2 separate regions of the Mus musculus genome follow, and region 2 is linked to region 1. Evidence: chromatin contacts called from public promoter capture Hi-C data. All regions are on one chromosome and are shown on one strand. Each heading gives the region's core, a stretch centred on a gene start, on an enhancer-like site or on the middle of the called end of the contact. The rest is flanking DNA. Distances are from core to core; before and after follow the strand shown. Region 1 holds the start of Osbp2 (oxysterol binding protein 2). Region 2 holds the start of Mrps24 (mitochondrial ribosomal protein S24).

Region 1 (5,367 bases), core at 672-3,171:
ACAGCTGACGCTATGCCCCCTTGCCTCCAAATGAAAAATAACTCAGCAAATCACAAAAAAGTCCTTGTCATTGCATAGCTGGATAGGAGCGTTGCCTAGCTGGAGTGTATGTTAATATAGATTAAAACCGCCATCTGGGTAGGGTCTCCTATTGCTTGCTTGGTGTGCTAACCCTGTGTTCTGGGTCACAGCTGAGACACTACGTGAGTAGGGCAACTCAGACTCATTTTGGCTTCTCCTCCACCTGAAAGGGAACAAGGCCCCTGACTCTCAACTTGGTGCAAGGGTCACATTTAACCAGTGGAGCACGAATATTCTCAGCCATACCACACTTAGCAAGCCTCTGCACCAGGCGCCTTGTCTCCAAAGGGCTCAGCAGAACCTGAAGTACTATTAGCGGAGGAAACCCAAGCTTTGGCCAACAACATGGTGGGAAAATCTGTCTAACAGTGAAGAAGGCCTTCTTGAAGAGTTGACTCTGAACCAGCCTCACAGTCCTCACACGGAAACTTTTAGAAAAGCCATCCCTCGGGTGCTTTCCTCAGGCCTATCTCAGGAGGGATTCAGCGGGAGACCTAGACACTGCTGCAGCAACCCCACTTAGTTTGAGAAGCTCTCATCTAGAGCGGCCTGAGATCTCAAAGCTTGCAATCCCAGGAAACAGCTAGTGAGAAAGGGAAGGAAGTCCAGCTTTAGCAGGAGGTCGTGCCAGCTCTGTCTCTACTGCAGCTCCGAAACCCAAGCTACTTCTGGAATAAGCAAGGGAACAGGAAAGCATTATCTGCTGCAAAATGTCAACTTGGGGTCCCAGGGGGTACACACTATGTCTGCTCTATCTGTGGGTCAGCGAGTCCCAGCCCAAGGCCTGGCCACCAGCAGGTGTCAGCAAAGGTAGGAAACAAATGAAGTAACCACGGGAGGTGGGACCCACAGTCCTTCCCAAGAGAGGGGTTCACTAGCTGCCTCCCTCCATGAACACAGTGAACCAGACGCAGCCCCTGGTTCCATGACCACCAAAAACAGGAGGGGAACAAAAGACCTACTCCACCCATCTCCCCACTCATCCTTTTAAACTCAAGCTTGCCAGAGGCCATGTCCACAGGTCACGTCTTCCCTTGGCAGTTGACAGGCATTACTTCTACAGAAGTTCATGCAAACATCTCAGAAGGGTTATGGTGACACCCACCCCACAGTCGAGGCCGGCCACCACCACCCTCCAACCACAGATGTCCTACCTCGGTACTTCCGTACCTGTAGTAGGACAGCAGGCCATTGCCGAGCACGAACCAACGGCGCTGGTAGCCCTTCAGGTAGTTAGTCCACTTGAGGAGCCAACCCTTGTAGCTGTCCAGAGGTGGTGAGACCATTTGGACACCAATCCCTGACACCGGAGTCCCGACAGAAATCTTCGCCTGTCCTTGTCGCAGAAAAGACTGGGTCTTTGGCACCAGCTTGGACTCGGGTTTGGTGACGGGCAAACTCCCTACTGTTGACTGCAGCGGGGACGGCATTGCCAGCTCTGGCGAAGCTTTGATGATGGACACAGACCTTGTGCCGTTCTCTGACCCCGGCCACAAGCCCTGTAGTTCCGATTCCTGCCCAACCCCTGAAGGCCTTGGCACAGACGTCGTCTGGGACCCAGGTTCGGATCTCGACGCCGGCTCAGAAATTGGCTGGCACACCTGTTTCGACAGCAACTCCCGCTCTGGTGCCTGCACAGGCTGGAGCTGAGGCTTTGACGCTGGTCCTGAGCCGAACGCGGATGAGTTCATGCCCGGCGCCGCCGTGTGGCAGGACAAGCAGGGCACAACCGTGAACAGCGACGAGAGCCCGCGGGAGCGGCCAGCGCAGCCGCCGCCTCGGCTCAGAGCGGCCGCTTTCCCCATAGAGCTGTGGACCCGAGCTCGGCGGAGCGCGGAGTGGGGGCGGGGCGGGGCGGGAGTGGGTGGGGCCTGTTCGGAGGGAGTGGCGGGGCGGAGCCGGGCGGGGTTGGTGGAGGAGTGGACGGGATGGGTGGAGCCCTCACGTGAGCGACAGAGATCGGGTGCGCGTGGGTCCCTCCGCCGCTCTGGCTAAGGTGGAAGGAACCCCGTGGGCCAAGAGTTAGGCAGACGACGTGGAAGGCACTTCACGCTTCAGGCTGCTGTCCCTCCTGTGCCAGGCGCTGGGAGAACAATGGTGAATGAAAGCCACGCGGTGCGCTCGCCACGCAACTCTGAGCAATGGGTGGGTCGTGGACAGCAAATCTCAAACCCTGGGAGTCCGACCTGAGGAAATCCAGCCTAGGCCCTCTCCCTAGTTGTGGGAACTGTAGCCACTCCACAAACTTCTGTTGGCTCATCTATACAATGAAGATAATACCTCCTTCAAAGGCTGTAATAAGATGGTGCATATGAGGCACATTTGGCAGAGTAGATGCTCCGAGAGCATCATTGAGTTATTAACTAGAGAGTTCTGTGGTACATTTTGTCAGCGACCAGAGCAGGAGATGAGAGCAAGGTTGACAAGCTTGGGAAGCAGCCACTGTGCATGCACGTGTCAGATGTGTGTGCAGCCCTCAGGGAAGGAAGCTAACTAATAAATTCTTAACGAGATGTTTCGACTCCTGAAACAAATTGCCAAGCTACCTAAGATGACAGGCCTGTCATTAGTTCTACCAAATTTGGGCAAGAGTCACAGAAGAGACAAGGTCTACAGAGTTAGAGAAACAAGAAAGACCTTCAAGGAGAAACCGCTGTGTACAAAGACCCAAACCAGGGAGAACAGCTTGTCTGGCAAATAGCTAATAGCTCAGTGTTTTGTCAAGAGGAGGGCAGGACACAGAACAGCTGCCCCACACCCCACCACAAGGAATGCCCTTTATCCTAGAGAAACCAAAGCTTCTAGAAACAAGGGAAATTTATTTTCATTTTTAAAGTGGGGGGGGGGGGGAAGGAGGTGAGATGGCTCAGTGGGTAAGAGCACTGACTGCTCTTCCAAAGGTCCTGAGTTCAATTCCCAGCAACCATATGGTGGCTCACAACCATCTGTAGTGAGATCTGATGCCCTCCTCTGGTGTGTCTGAAGACAGCTAGAGTGTACTTACATATAACAATAAATAAATCTTTGTGCCTGAGTGAACAGAGGTCCTGAATTCAATTCCCAGAACAGAAACCACATGAAGGCTCACAATCATCTGTATAGCTACAGTATACTCATAAACATAAGATAAAATAAATAAATCTTTTAAAATAAAGTGTGTTGAAACAGAGTCTTTATATGTAGTCCAGGCTGGTCTCCATCTGGAAATGTTTGTTTCTTAGAACCAGAGTTCTGGGATTACAGACGTGAGCCATTATACCTGGCCCAGAGCTTTCACTCTTAATATTCTGGACAAAAAAAAAGAAAAACTTTAAAATCTCTGATCTTTCCCAAAGAAATGTCAACTCCAAGTCTGGAGCAGGAAATGCACAAGATAGACAGAGCCACCCGGAGCAGGAGCGATGGCCAGTCTTGCTAAGGACCTGGGATTCAGGTCCCAGAACTCACACTGCAGCTCACACCATCTACAACTCCAGTCCCAGGGAGCCAATGCCCTTTTATGGCCTCTACAGGCACAAATGTGGTGTATGGGCATCTATGGGAAGGCAAAACAGCCATGCACATTTAAAAAATAAATAAATAAAAGGAGGAAAGAATAGATGAACTTATCTGGAAGATCTTGTCATAGTCAGAAGCAAAGAGTCATTCAGGACTACTGTGTTAACATGTTTTATCCAAAGAACTCAGGAGTCAATTTAAACATGACCTTATATGTTGTGTCCGGCTAGCAGATCACAGGTCTGGGTTCTAGCCTGGAAAGGCACTTTGGAAACCTGGAAGAGAAGAGGGGCTAGGCTGCGCGAGATAAGGACGGAACCAAGACAAGGCTCGGCTCAAGGTTCAATTTTAATGTCAGCAAACACGCTTTATAAAGAAAAAGGGAGGCCCGTCCCTGGCCAAGCAAGTTCCTTAGAAGTAGATAGGTCAGCTTTTTAGTGGGAACTTTCGAAGATGAAGATCAAAGTTCGGTGCTAACTCCGGAAAGTCTTGGAAGAGAACCGGTTCGGCCTCAGGCAGGTTGGGCCTCGGGCAGGTAATGGCACATCAAAGGAGCAGCACAGCAGGTGGCTCCGCTAAGCAGTGGCGGGAGGTCACAGCCAGCCTTGCTAGGCTGGAAAGAGGTACCACTTATAATCCAAATGAAACAATTTGAGCATCAGTAAGAATAATCACTATTGTGATGGGCTGTAAAGCCATCATTAAGCCCACAAATCCCTAAAGTTATTTAAAAACAAATAACTCACTTTGGAGTTACTTCGTCATTATTCTGAAAACTGATAAGTTACCTTTGTTGTAAAACTAATCTCATACTAACCAAAGCATTGTCCGATAACTATAAAGAGAACAATGGAATTCGAACCAATCATCACCTTTGGGCAGCTCCTTGTGAATAATGAATCAAGGCAAATAAATATAACCTGTAGCTACTAAGAGACAGGTCATGGAGAATGTCATTACGTATCCAGGTGACATGAATTGAATGTGTTCATCGATCTTAACAACAGAGGAGAGTCACAGAATAGTACGTGTAGCCTGCTAAGAGCCAGAGCGAAACAGTACCATCTATGATTATTTTTCTGAATTTTATGTATGTATTTATTTTTTTATGTTGTATGGCTGTTTTATCTGCATGTATGTATTGCACCACGCGTGTGCAGAGGGCAGAAGAGGGCATCAGACTCCTAGGACTGGACTTACAGATGGTTATGAGTATTCAGAATAGAACCCGGGGCTTATGGAAGTGCTCTTGACAACTGAGCTCCATCTATGATTGTCTCTATAACCTCCCTCCACACCGCAAAACACTAAACTTGAATTTTACCAAGTATCTCTGTGGCTCAGTATAAAAGAAGTGCAGGGCCCAGCAAGGCAGCTCAGGGGATAAATGCCCTTCCCACAAACCTGACAACCTGAGTGCAGTCAAGTGTAAAGAGAAAGCTGATTCCGGAAAGTTGTCCTCTGACCTCTACTTACATGCTGTGGCACACATGAACACGACACATATCTTCACACACGACACATAATAATAAATAAGTTGGTTTTAAATATTTTAAGATAGAGAAATTTGCTCACTATCCCAAGGAGCTTGTCTTAGTTTCTTTTCTAATGCTGCAATAAAACTTAGAGAAGGATGAGTTTACTCGGAGCTTATAGTGTTGCAAGGTAAGCCCCGCAGGATATGCTTATACCTGGAAAAAAGTCTTTATTGCTTGCCTGTGGGTGCACAGAGAATTTACTCAGAAAATACTGGAAACTCTACAACCAAAAAACCAATTTGTTCAATAA
Region 2 (5,863 bases), core at 2,457-4,956, 1.8 Mb after region 1:
TAATTCATTTACAAAAGCTAACTGTAACTCCAGCTCCAGGAATATCCAATGCCTTCTACTCATGTGCACACACACACACACACACACATACACACACACACAGACCCATCCACAGACAGACCCACCCACGCATAATTAAAAATAAAATCTTTAAAAGAGACCAAGAGAGGCCAGGCGGTGGTGGCACACGCCTTTAATCCCAGCACCCAGAGGCAGGCGGGTCTCTGAGTTCCAGTCCAGCCTGGTCTACAAAGTGAGTTCCATGACAGCCAGGGCTATAGAGAGAAACCCTGTCTCAAAAAAAAAAGAAAGAGAGAGAGACCCAGAGGGACAAAACATGATCAGGGTTTTATTCAACAGCAGCTTGGAGCTGACGCCTCCACCTCAGAGAACAGGCATTTGGTCTCCTGCACCTCTGTGACCTTGTAGGCTCTACTGGAGAAAAGTGCACTTTTTATATGTACTTGTACACGACCTTGGAGGGCACAGTTTGCAGGTGGAGTCGCACAGGACACTTGTAAAAGTGTGACAACAGAGTCTCACTGTAGCCCACGAGGAAGTAGAATTTGTGTGCTGGCAGCTGCCTGAGGACCAGGGCACAGATGTCCACTTGGTTGGCCCGGCGCTTCAGAACAATCTGGTCAGCCAGGCAGCCGGGAAAGGTGCCCATCATAAACTTTCGAAGGAAAACATCCTCCAGGGTTCTCTCTGCAGCATGATCTTCTCCATCCAGGTTACCTAAAGAGGACAACACACAAGCAATCGTCAGCCAAGGGAGCTGTGCAGACCCCAGACCTGACATGGAACAGGCCTGGGCACGCTAACGGAATAGGAAAACATTCTAAAATCCAAAGCGCAGGGATGGCAAGACGGCTTAGCAGGTAAGCGTGCTTAGTGTAAACACCTGCCAATCTTGGGTCAACCCCGAAGTACACCTTAGAAGCCAGATTTACTTCCCCTGTTGTAGCTGCCTTTGAGTCATCTCATTAAACCCTCAGTCCACAGCTCCTCACACAAAAGCCAGAAGCAGTGGCACACACCAGTCAGCCTAGCACTCTTACAACGAGATGACGGAGAACTGCCCAGGAAGTTCAAGAGATGCCTGGAGTCCAAACCACAGCAGACACGAGAAAGAGAGAGGCCTTGTCTCAACAAGGTGGTGTGGAGACAACTGCCTCAGAAAGTCGCCCTCTTCTGACCCCCACAGATGTACCATGCACACATGCACATACACTTGCACACAGTAGTAATTTAAATAAAATCCAAAGTGCCACATAGTCACAATATTTTTTAATCGAGAGATTAATAAATAACTAATTTTGCCTGTCCTTCTCTTTAAAGGCACTGCTAATGTATAAGGCTGACTCATTAATATGAGTTATAACTCAGGCCCAAGGAAAGATTAACAAGGGCTAGAGAGATGGCTCATCGGGTAAGAGCACTGACTGCTCTTCCAAAGGTCCTGAGTTCAAATCCCAGCAACCACATGGTGGCTCACAACCATCTGTAATGAGATCTGATGCCCTCTTCTGGTGTGTCTGAAGACAGCTCCAGTGTATTCATATAAATAAAAAAAATAAACAAATAAAAATAAAAATTGAAAAAAAAAGGAAAGATTAACAAAATTTTCTCCGTACGCAGGTCAGTCTTCTTGAGCTCACAGACACTGGACAGCATCCCAGGACCACACAAAGTGCCATGTCCCCAACACAAAGGCACAGTAATGATTGAAATACGGCTCTGAACTTCCAAAAGGGCACATTTTACAATATAAGCTTGTTCTACCTCGGCTGGGGGCCTTGTTCTGCCCACCTCCCTGAGTGACCTTGAATGACTTGGAGGTTACAGATAAATTTTAATCATACATTGTAAGCATATGCAAGGGTTGAGGGGTTGAGCAGACAGCAGGGTGGGTATAGTGTCTGCCCTGCAAACCTGAGACGGACCTGAACCTGGAGGCCCAGAGCTCAGGACAGTGGTAACAGCATCTGCAACCCCCACGCTCCCACCGTGAGATGCAGCCAGAGGCAGGACAGTCTCCAGACCTTTGTATGCCAACTACCCTGGCACACAAAGGTGGTGACAAGAAAGAGACCCTGCTTCAAACAAGATGAAGGCAAGGACTGGCCTAAGGCGGTCATACACGGACACCTGCACTCACACGTGAGCATGCACATACAAATGTGGATAGACAATTTATTGTCCGGGAGTCAAAACTCCAGCATCACTGAAAGATAAACAGGCAGGTGACAGGTGCACACCTATACTCGCAGCACTGAGAAAAATGAGGCTGGCGTGTGAGAGTTCCAGCGCAGCCTGAGGTACACTGCCACACTCTCTTAAAGATGGTTCAGCAGGCAAGGGTGCTTGCTTGATCCCTGGGGCCCCATATGGTAGGAGAGGGCTGACTCAGACAAACTGAACACATCCATACATATACACACACAACATGCATACTGAAATGGAAATGAACAAGAAAAATACAAAATAGGAAGTAGGGGGAGAAAAAAAAAGCCTAAAAATACGGGTTCTGTGAGCCATGAAGACTGTAGCACATTCCTGCAGTTTTGTACTTGGGTGAACACCGCATTACATAGGGCACACTCTTCCAGGTCTAGGATCCTATGTAGACTTCACTACCGCATCGCCTCCGGGCTATTACACATCTGTAAATTATGGCTTGCCAAAAAAGCACTGTCAAACCTTGTTTGTAAGCATGCAAATACTGTTCTATGGAGGCTCAAATGAGACTTTAGCAAGAAATATTCAAATTCCTTTCAATATGCAAGAATTCCTTTCTTTCACCATCCTAATATGCCCATCACTCATATGTTCTGTTGTCGGTAACATGTACAGTGTGTGTGCAGGCTTGCTCCCTTGACAGACGCATGGAGAAGACCAGGGGTTAACAGCCAATGTTTTTCCTCTATCACTATTTGCTGCTCGTTTATTTTCTAGCAAAACAGCTGCTCTTCCAAGACTGGCTGGCCAGTGACCCCCAAGAACCAAATATCTCCTTCACCCTCACACCCCTTGAGCTGTGGCACCAAGTGCTCATTTAGGAGCTAGGCTGCACCCTCATGCTAGAGCGGCACAGCATTTAGCAATCTTTCCAGTCCCCTAACTAAATGTGACAGGGTCTCAGTAAGTAACCTTACCTGGCCTTAAACTCAAGATCGGCCTCCCGAGCGCGTTCGCCGTCACGCCCGGCCTCCCACCCAAAAGTTCGGCTCTTTGCCTTGAAGAGTACGTTCAAGAGTGACCCGTGCCACCAGGGTGGCAGTCCTTCCCAGGCGCCCTCACCTGTGTGCAGCGACAGCCAGCCCTTTCGGTGTGCGATGTAGTGCGGGGCGTGCGCCTCCTCGTAGCTCACCGGCTTGTTCCCCTTGGCCACGCGGACTCGCGCCGCCCGATTCTAGGAGCGAAGGTGCGGTCACGGGGAGACCCAGCCCAGCCGCCCTCGCGGCCCCCAGACCCGGCCGCCGCACTCACCTTGGCGCAGACCGCGGAGGTGTGCAGGGTGCGCCAGGCGCCAGGCAGCTCCCGGCTGCAGGCCAGCACCTGCGGAGAGGCGGGGAGTGAGCGGACACCGGATGGCGCCCCAGCCCTCCCGCCCGCGGCCCACTCACCCGCTGCCCTAGCCCGCGCACCGACGCGGACCACGCCATCTTGGGCCGGCGCGACCCGGGACGCGTCAGTGCGCAGCCGCAGGAAGGCGGGGCCTCAGAGCAGGAACTAACGGGAACACGGGCGGGGGCGGGGCGTGGCGAGGGAGAGGGCGTGGCGTGGGTCGGAGTGTGGGACGTCCTGCAATTTTCCTGATACTGTCAGCTAGTCCTTGGTCGGACCTGGTGTTGGGTTTTAAATGCGAAAATTTGGTGATATAAAACTGAGGTGTGGGGCTGGTGAGATGGCTCAGTGGGTTAGAGCACCCGACTGCTCTTCCGAAGGTCCAGAGTTCAAATCCCAGCAACCACATGGTGGCTCACAACCATCCCTAACGAGATCTGACTCCCTCTTCTGGAGTGTCTGAAGACAGCTACAATGTACTTACATATAATAAATAAATAAATCTTTAAAAAAAAAAAAAAAAAAAAAAAAAAAAAACAAAACTGAGGTGTAGCTGGACATGGTGGCGCACGCCTTTAATCCCCGCACTCGGGTGGCCGAGGCAGGTGGGTCTCTGAATTCCAGCCTAGTCCGGTCTACAAAGCGAGTTCCTGGAGAGTCTGAGTTACAGAGAGAAACCCGTTCTGGCAAAACAGAACAAACAAACAAAAGCCATGAAGTTTTTATCCTCATAGAGAGGTGGTAGAAACAGCTTCAATGTCCTCTAGAGAATTGAAGAGAAAACGCGCCGGCCCTCAGGCCCCGCTGTTCCGTGCTTGTGCTCCTACCTGAGACCGCGTACTCTCCAGGAATATCCAATATGACAGCGTCAGCCTCCTTTGGGCTGGGAATAGTCATTTGCCTTCATGCTGAGCAGATCCCAGAAAAGGGGTTGCTGGGTTGGCTCCTAATCATTTAAAGTAAAGAGGCAGTGTGTTGAGGGTCTATTTCTGCGGTGGAGCCACCCAAGGAAGAAAATTTTAAATGGCAAGGAAATTTATGAGGCTAGAGCAATGTCGTTGTAATTATTATTGAGTAATTATTAATGGCAAGGGGGGAATAGAATCGTGAAGAACTCACTCTACTAAAGAAAGCACATGGACTCTAGAGTCTGACTCTCATTATAACAAAATATTGAATGAAGGGATTTTTTGTTTTGCTTTGGTTTTTTGTTTTGGGGGACTGTTTTGTTTTGTTTGTTTTTGTTTTTGAGACAAGGGCTCTCTGTGTAACAAATTCTGGACTCAATTTATAGACCAGGCTGGCCTCAAAGTCACAAAGATCCACCTTTTCTGCCTCTGAAGTGCTGGGATGAGGGGTGTGCCACCACACCTGGCTGGGAACTCCTTCAAAGCATCCATGGGAGTGGACACTTACACTCTAATGTCAGTGCTTGGAAGGCAGAGGCAGATGGATCTTTTATCAGTTCAAGGTCTACATATGGAGCTCCAGGCTCCAAGGCTACAGAGTAAATAAACCCTGTCTCAAAATAAAAGACCATGACCAGGAACTAACTGGTCATTCTTAGAAATAAGTCAACTCCTAGACAAATGCGTACAGGTTCTCTGGATAAAATTGTCATTCTTCCCTTGTTCACGGAGAGGGCGTTGCTTTGGAAATAACCCCAGTGCTTCCTGCCTGCGGCAGGCAATACTGTTTTCAAGACAAGATCTGATGGATCCCAAACTGACCTAGAAGTGTACCACAAACTAACTTTGAACTCCTGATGCTCTGATCTGCTGAGGTATGTGCCACCTTGTCTGCCATAGGTCATCAGTCTTTCTCCACTCGTGTCTTGGCTAGATTTGCTTTGATTTTGCACTTACCAAGAGGCAAACCTGTTATATTTGTACAGTTGAGCGCTGGTTCCATTATCCATTATGTAGACATGAAACATCTCACCCACAGAGCTAATGAGATAGCTCAGCTGATAAAGAACTTGCTGCCCAAGCCTGTTGCCTGAGTTCTGTCCCCAGAGCCCTTGTAAAGGTGGAAGGAGAGGACCACCCTATGATGGTTTAAATGAGAATGACCCCATCAGGCTCCAGATGGAGAAGCTCTCTCTCTCTCTCTCTCACTCACACACACACACACACACACACACACACACACACACACCTTAAGGAAAGTAACCACTTCTTATAGCTATTAGGATGAAGGCATTTAATAGTCAGGCATGGTGACTCACTCCTATAATCCTATAAGCACTTGGGAGGCTGAGGCAGGAGGACTGCTTTGAGTTCAAGGCCAGGCA

The links. Promoter capture Hi-C pulls out the DNA fragments that hold promoters and counts their contacts.
Region 2: a promoter capture Hi-C map of liver shows a contact between it and region 1, with 5 times the contacts expected there. The contact joins the promoter of Mrps24 here to the promoter of Osbp2 in region 1. A contact is called at or near these places in 1 of 39 promoter capture datasets (liver) and 1 of 115 datasets of contacts at active chromatin or transcription factors (microglia).

Annotation. Positions count from the first base shown.
Region 1 is chr11:3,861,982-3,867,348 of GRCm38.p6, forward strand. Osbp2 (oxysterol binding protein 2) reads right to left here and starts at 1,922. Exons shown (of 14, transcript NM_152818.3): 1 at 1,252-1,922. The coding sequence starts at 1,886.
Region 2 is chr11:5,703,995-5,709,857 of GRCm38.p6, forward strand. Mrps24 (mitochondrial ribosomal protein S24) reads right to left here and starts at 3,707. Exons shown (of 4, transcript NM_026080.3): 1 at 3,630-3,707; 2 at 3,493-3,561; 3 at 3,304-3,415; 4 at 1-738. The coding sequence starts at 3,668. The coding sequence ends at 455.